Regions from separate parts of the Sus scrofa genome. Here region 2 is linked to region 1. A link is a contact called in public HiChIP or PLAC-seq data. All regions are on one chromosome and are shown on one strand. Each heading gives the region's core, a stretch centred on a gene start, on an enhancer-like site or on the middle of the called end of the contact. The rest is flanking DNA. Distances are from core to core; before and after follow the strand shown.

What was found. HiChIP or PLAC-seq counts read pairs in DNA pulled down with a chosen protein or histone mark.
Region 2: an H3K27ac HiChIP or PLAC-seq map of alveolar macrophages shows a contact between it and region 1. The contact joins the promoter of PTP4A1 here to the promoter of KPNA5 in region 1. A contact is called at or near these places in 1 of 5 promoter capture datasets (liver), 4 of 47 Hi-C or Micro-C datasets (embryonic fibroblasts, fetal heart ventricle, heart right ventricle and 1 more) and 1 of 2 datasets of contacts at active chromatin or transcription factors (alveolar macrophages).

What each region holds. Positions count from the first base shown.
Region 1 is chr1:44,939,150-44,943,140 of Sscrofa11.1, forward strand. KPNA5 (importin subunit alpha-6) reads right to left here and starts at 2,070. Exons shown (of 14, transcript XM_001925212.7): 1 at 1,221-2,070. The coding sequence starts at 1,224. ZUFSP (zinc finger with UFM1 specific peptidase domain) reads left to right here and starts at 793. Exons shown (of 10, transcript NM_001243033.1): 1 at 793-1,173; 2 at 2,347-2,919. The coding sequence starts at 2,361.
Region 2 is chr1:45,167,865-45,171,855 of Sscrofa11.1, forward strand. PTP4A1 (protein tyrosine phosphatase type IVA 1) reads left to right here and starts at 2,049. Exons shown (of 6, transcript XM_003121246.4): 1 at 2,049-2,832.

The DNA.
Region 1 (3,991 bases), core at 820-3,319:
AACGGTGTACACAACGGATAGAAGTCCTAAACTCATGGAGATTTGTAGAGCCTCCTCAGCTTCATTTGTTCTACCACTGCGCTCTGCTCATTTGTTTCAAGCTTTTCAGTTAGCCATGTGTTTAAATTTTTGGATTCTATAACATCTGTGGATTTTTTGACAAAAACATAGTCTGTGACATATGTAATGAGTAACTCCAGATAATGTACTCTAAATTATTTTAACACGTAAAGCCTTGTAATACACCCTGGGGTCGAACAAACAGTATTGAAAACAAATTGTTTTCCACGTGTAATGCTAGGCACATCATGTATTAGATATATAACACATGATTCTTTCTCTGAAGAAGCTCCTGTTGACCATCTCTTGCTCTTTTTCTCTCCCACCCCACCTCCCTTTTGTTCTATTTTCTGAGAAATTTTTTTGGATTATTTTACAGATTTCCACTGATTTTTTTTTTTAATTCTGCTATTGTATTTTTTAAATCTCAAGAGCTGTTTCTTATTTTTAAATTCAGGGATCAAGATAGTGTTAGCTTGTAGTCTTGCAGCAAGAACATACCTTAGGCATCCTCCATAGTTTGGAATTTGGCACATAGCATTACAAACTCTTTATTGATAATGTAATAAAACGTTACAGAGTCAGGCCCTAGATAGTGGGTATTGTGGATTCGTGTAATGCCCTAGGACCAGCCCTGGGAATTCATTCACAAAGATCTCAACCTTGCCAGGAAGATGCAAGAATGACTACGACTCCCAGAATGCACTACAACCCCAGATTAGCGTGGAGCGGTGCATCCTGGGAGTACATTCACTCGGGGAAGGAGAGGAAGAGCTTTTTTGAATATTTTTCTGGGAGTTGAAGTTGTTCGGAATCGCTGCTTCTCTTTTCGGCTATCCGTGAGTCTCTGGGTGTAGAGGGCTGCCTCAGTCTTTCAGGCCTGGAGAAGTAATCGACGCCGCGCACGCACCTTTCTGCCCCGGACCCAGACGGCCTCAGCATCAGAACCCGAAAAGGAAGCTAAGCACAGGGCAGGGTGGCTGCCGCCGTCTCTCCGAGCCACCAGGAACTGACCATCCCAGCCCTCGTTCCATAGGCCCACCCTTTGACCCATTTAGTATCTGGGCTGGTTTCAGGCCCTGGCCCGGGAGATTGACACGGATCTTTGAGCAGGTTCGGCTTTGTGGCATTCCGGCCCTTCCCACCTCCTCACCACTTACCCATCCCAGCACCTCTCTCTGGCCTCCGTACATCTCTCGTCCCCTCGTTCTGAGCTAAGTGTTGGGCAATTGAAGCGTGTTCTCTGTCCAGCGGTGCCCCAGCCACAAAAAAGAACCTTTCTGGGTGTGACGTTCTTTCCACTGAGGGTTTGAGAGAATTTCCTTCTAAAGTCGAGACTGTTTTCACTTGTATGAAGTGAAATTAGAAAAATAAGGACAATGTAGGGAGTTCTTACACAGTTAAATTTATTTAAATGATTGGGATAGTTTACTTGTTTTTATTTCCCGTTTGTTTTAAAATAATTTTTAGCTGAAAGATAATGTAGTGGAAAGGTTGTAGCGGGAACTGCTGCCTAAGAATTATTTCTTAGCGAAATCACCTTTTTTGTCGGTAGCCAGTACCTCAAAATGACTGCTGATTTAGTATAACTCATAGGCAGAACCTCAAAGAGATGAGATATCTTACCTAAAATTACGAAAGGTGAGATAATAATCCAGTTCTCTTGGCTCTGGAATCTACTCTGCTCACACTGATTTTATTCTTTGAGTTGAGAATACAGCGGGCCTGACTGGGTTAGCATTTTGGCTAACCATTTTCTGGAGGCAGTGAGGTACCTGAGCCAGGGTTTTCTCCTTGTAGAATGGTAATAATGGTACTTAAATTAGTTTGATATGTGTAAAGCTCTTTACCTTTTAACTGCTGTTATTAAGATTTATTTACTCAATTCCTTGTTTATAGCTTTAAAGTTTTGTATTTAGATATATCATTTGATAAAGTTCCTTCTCTTTCTTTGTTTTCTTATTTGGTTTGTCTTACCCAGGCAGTTTTATAAACGTTATTTTTTCTTTACCTCAGGCCAGACACACCTTTTGAAGTTTTGAAAAATTATCTAATTTGCATCATTATTGCCTTTGTTTTATTAAAACCATAAGCTTGAAACACAAGTTTTACTTGAAATTTTAGATGAAATTTAGATATAAATTCGTGTGTTCAAGGAACAGTAATTTCATCTAAATAACCCAGTTTTCAGTAACCAATATAGTTACTCCAAATCACTTTATAGAATGTATTTTCTTTTTCTTCGTCTCTTAATTTCTAACAAAATAATACTGTATTCTTTTTCAGTTTCCTGCTTTACCATGCTCTCTTGTGATATTTGTGGTGAAACAGTAACCTCAGAACCAGACATGAAGGCTCACCTAATTGTTCATATGGAAGATGATGTTATATGTCCATTTTGCAAATTGTCAGGTGTGAGTTATGATGAAATGTGTTTTCATATTGAAACTGCTCATTTTGAGCAAAATGAGCTAGAAAGAAACATTGAGAGGATTAATTCAGTACAGTACGGAACTTCTGACAACAGGACGGACAGCACCCTGCAGTGTAGAATGGAAGTTAATTCAAGTATTCATTCAGCTTGTGCGTCTAATCATCCGAAAATTTTAGCTCAAAGTCTGCCTAAGGAAGGATCTTTAAAACATAAAGGCTTTCATTCAGAGAATGTAACTGAATCCAGAAAATTTCTGAAAAGTAAGGAAAAACAGTCTGACCTAACCAAAATAAAAGGATCAATTTATGAAACAATGTATAGTCCTCCTGAATGCCCATTCTGTGGAAAAATAGAAGATTGTAGTCAAGATATGGAAACTCATGTGAAAACAAAGCATACCAACCTTTTAGATACTCCATTAGAAGGTAAAGTGTTTGTTTTATGTAATAAGCAGCAGTAGTCTCAACTTAATAGGTGGTGTCCCAAAAGTTGGTTTATACATCAGATGACTGCAAATGTATTTTTAATTTTCAGTTCATAGCATTGTTCATTTGCCTTTATTGGAATATGGAACTATAGTAATGGAAATTTTGATGCAAATTAAAAATGTTTCAGCTATATTGAAAGTAGTTTTAGAATCTTTCTGAGGAGAAATAGTCTCATAGTCCAGTTTCCAGAGGTATTCTTTTTTTATTTTTTTTATTTTTTTTAATACCAGCCCAGTGAACTGTCTGGGACCCTGATTTTCTGTTATTGAGTTCTAGTTTGAGTCTGTTATGGCCAGAGAACACACTCTGATGAAAATTCTTTTGAGTTTGTTGAAACTTGTTTTATGGCCTAAGATATGGTATATTGTCTATCTTAGTATATGTTCCATACACTTGGGGGGAAAATGTGTATTCTGCTATTGTTGGGTTGAGTGTTCTATATTCGTCGATTAGAGTATGTTGTTGATTATGTTCAGATCTTTCATGTCCTTGTTGCTTTCATGTTCGGGAGTCCTACCAGTTTTTGAAAGGGGTTGAAGTTCCCAATTGTAATTGTATAATTGTCTGTTTTTCCTTTCAGCTATATCAGGATTTGTTTCATGTATTTTGAGTCTCTTTTGTTGGTGCATACACATTTAGAATCATGTCTCTCTTAACTGTTAAGTTTTAAGAGTAATTTATATATTTTGAATGCAAATCCTTTAGCAGATGTGTTTTGCAAATATTTCCTCTTGGTCTGGGGCTTGTCTTTTCATTCTCTTAACAGTGTCACAGAACAAGTTTTGCTTTTAATGAAGTTCACCTTATTTGATTTTCTGTAATGGGTTGTGCTTTTGGTGTTGTATCAAAACTCTTTGCCAAACCCAAGGTCATTAATAGTTTTGAATTTTACACTTACATCTGATTCATTTGAGTTAATTTTTACAAAAGGTTAAGGAGAGTGCATAGATTACTTTTTATTTAAATTTAATAAATTACATTTTTTAGAGCAGTCTCAAGTTCACAGCAA
Region 2 (3,991 bases), core at 799-3,298, 230 kb after region 1:
TATCTTGTATAAAGTGTGTCTTTTTCTCAATAGCAAAAGCTTCTTCCAGTCTTTCATCCTTGAACCGTCCTTTCAAAGTAGAACAAGGCGGTACTTTATCTGAGAGGCTAAGACCTCCCCATTAACCAAAGCTGATTAGTCCACTCATGAGTTTGAGCCCAGCTTTAAGAGCTTGATGAGAAATAGCTGACTAGATACTTCATGTCAGCACTGCTCGTGCTAATTACAGGATCTGGAACACACAAGGCTCACAACTTGTATCACAAGTTCTACAAGAAAACTGGCTAATACTGATTTGGCTCTGCTTACCATTTGTTGAATGTTTATTTTGTCCCATCAATTCATTTTTTGAAAAGCTTTCACTCTTTCAACTAGCATCACTGTGCTGACAAACTTTTGAAGTGAGAGTAGCCCACTGAATATGTGATTTTACCTACACTTTTTTTTTTTTTTGGTCTTTTCTAGGGCCGCTCCTGAGGCATATGGAGGTTCCCAGGCTAGGGGTATAATCGGAGCTGTAGCCGCTGGCCTACGCCACAGCCACAGGAACACAGGATCCAAGCTGAGTCTGCAACCTACACCACAGCTCATGGCAATGGCAGTGCCGGATCCTTAACCCACTGAGCGAGGCCAGGGATCAAACGCTCAACTTCATGGTTCCTAGTTGGATTCGTTAACCACTGAGCCACAACGGGAACTCCTTTTTTATTTTTATTTTTTTATTTTTTTACCTACACTATTGTATATGTTGCTCAAGCTTTTCCATATCAAAGTTTTAAATTTTTACATAATGAAATCTGACTTTTCCTTTGTGACTTGAGTTCCCTTATCTTCTTAACAAGGTTTCTCTCATCCTAGGACAATTTTTTCAATACTCCTATTTTTTTTAGGATTTTAAATATTTACATTTTTACTCGTTTATAGTTTGTGAAGGGACATCATATATTTCTCAAGCTCTTTAATCTTCCTTGATGTAGATGGATTCAGAAGTGTCCTAGGCAAGCAATTTCTTTAAAATGAAGATGACTTCTGTTCCTGTGAAAGCCTGCCTGATCCAGTTCTTTATTTTTTTGAAAGCACTTTGTTTGCAGAGTATATGCTTATAAACAAAGTTGAATATCACAAATGTCATAATATCATTTATATGTGGAATCTAAAAAAAAAATGATATAAATGAACTTATTTACAAAACCGAAACAGATTCACAGACTTTTAAAACAAACTTATGGTTACCAGAGAAGAAAGGTTGGAGGAGGGATAAATTAGGAGTTTGGGATTAACATATACACAATATTCTTTATAAAACAGATAACTGACAAGGACCTGCTGTATAGCACAGGGAACTGTACTCAATATTCTGTAATAATTTATGTGGGGAAAAGAAGGGATATAGGTATAACTGAATCACTTTGCTATACACCTGAAACACATTGTAAATCAACTATGCTCCAATAAAAATTTTTAAAAAGTTGTCTACACAAGCACAGTCTCTTAAGTAGACGTTTTAATAAATCCTAAGATGCTGCAGTACACTGACCAAGAAAACAATTTGATCCCTAAAGCCCTCTCCAATCTATGCTCAGTGAAAACAGCAAACAAAAGGCCTGAGTAGAAAACCTAGTTCTTCAAAGCAGGTAAAACTCCTGTTTACTCCTTCCAGAAGAGAAAGAGTTTTCAGATCATAAAAGACAGAATTGCCCGGGTGCAAGACAGAACAACTGTGATAAGGCTTTACTTCCTAAAAGTCTAAATTACGAACAGTGGAACAGTTCTGAAAATGAACAAAAAGGAAAGCAATAGCTTTGAGGCAAAGAATCACATCAGTCTGGCAAAATCGAAGATTCTTAATTTTTAAAACGCTGCCTAACCTTTTATTATCTGTGACAACACATCAAGTGAGCAGCAGTACAAAGGATGCCTGTGATTTAGAAATGCCACGCTTGAGCCAACTACAGTTGCCCGCGTGCGTAGCATGAAGGCGTGACCAAAAAAGACTGGGGAACAGAGGGCTTTATCTGCATCACAAGACACTCTCCGTTTTCTATACACGAATGTTTGCTGAAATAAGTCCTCTCCGCTCGCGCTACCGGGGGCAGGACCGAAACATCACAGGTGTTGTCGCGGGCAGGTGGAGCCACAGGAAGATTTCACGTTGGGGATCGCAGGGCGCAGGTGCCCAGGCAAACCGCTGGTCAAAATGACTGGGATCTGACTTACGGCAAAAGAAGTAGGCCTGGGATTGAGACTACGCTCCAGTCCGAAGTGCACTGCATTCTAGTTGAGGCCAACTTCGGGCCTCCTCCTGAGATGAGAGTGCACTCGTCAGGGGTTTAGTTACGTAGAGCAGCCTCTCATCCCCGTACGGGGCTTCCCCTGCAGACCCTCCAATGACCCTTCCCACCCCCGCCTGGTAGGCGCTCTGATTGCAGCCGGTCGCCATTCATCAACCGGTTCACACCGGCGGCCGCCGCCGCGCTGTGACGTCGGCGAGGCGGGCCTCCGCCCCCGCTCGTCGGCGCTAGGATTGAGGCCCGACTGCGATTGGCCGCCTGGGCGTTCACGTCACTCTTGCTATAAATAAGAGGGCTTGTGACGCAAGGGCGCCTCGGCGCACGTATTGGCTCATTGGGCTGCGGGCCGGCGAGGCTGCGCGCTCTCCCCGGAGCCGCTCGCTGCAGGATCGAGTCCACTGCCCTCGCTGCCTCCAGCGAAGCCGCCGCTAGCCCGCGAGGACCACCGCCACCCCTGCCCTACCGCTGCCGCCTGTGTCGCCGCCGCCTCGGGACCGGCTGTATGATTAAGCCACAATCTTCAATGAGTAGACATATTCCTGTGAGTACCCGTACCCCGTGCCGCCGCCTTTGTTCGGAGCCTGGCTCCGCCCGGGTCCCGCTGGTACTGGCGGGCGAGCGCTGAGGGCCAAGCCCGGGGCGCCGGGCTGCGCGGTGGCACGGGAGCCGCTTTGTGACCACCACCTCGCTCCGGCACCCGGCGGCGCCCCAAGGCCCCTTTGTCTGCCGCAGGGCCCGGGAGCGGGGACGTGGCCCGGGTGGGGCGCGGGTTGCGCGTCACTGCAGCGGGCGCGCCCCCAGACCCTGCGGGCGGGTGGGCGAGGCGGCTGCTCGCGGGCTGGGCCGGACTCCTTCGCGGAGCCGGCGGGATTGGGCCTGTGCGGCCACCCAGGGCCCCGCGGCTGCGGCCGGCGCTCGGACAAAATGGCCTCGGCGCCGGACTGAAGACGCGGCGCGAACCCGTGACCCGGGCCCGCGCGGCCCCACCAGGTGAGCGGCCCGCCCCGCCCCACCGGCTCCGGACAATGGGAGCAAGTCCGGGCTCGTCCCTGCTCCGGGGCGGGGCAGGAGGGAAGCGGCCTGGGTCTGAGCCTGGGGAAGCTTCCGGGCCGCACTGCGCGAAGCCAAGGGGGCCCGGTGCCGCCTTTTAATCCGGCACCCTTAGAACTTCCTGAAACCCCAGATGTGCTGTGTTTGTTGCCTCCTGTTGGCTTGCATCGCAGGGCCCAGCCAGAGCCAGAATTCTGAGGTTTATCTCTGTCCGTGGAACCCTCTGCGGTTCCAAATGTATTTCATCGTTATTTACACTGCAGTTAGAACTATCGATTTGCTTGAGATCTAGATTATGAGCCAGTGCTTCCCGTTACTCTATATGTGAATTTTGTTTGGTGGCAGTGAAAAAGTTGAAAATCAGAAAGCTAGATCATTCTGAAAACTAATCAGCATTTTATACTTGTTATATTCCAGGTGCATTGCCTAAGGTATAGGTAGATGAGGCACAAATTGCAACTACCTACCATCTGATAAAATAGTTAACACAGATTATTGTGATTATGTACAACTGATAAGTGGAAGAAGAAAAAATTCCTTGGTATTTCTAGATTGCCTATCATGGATAGGTTTTCCTGGGGCGAAGACATTGGGAATGGGGAAGTCCTGGGCAGAACAGAAAGGTGTTAGGTGTGCACAGTCACTTCCGC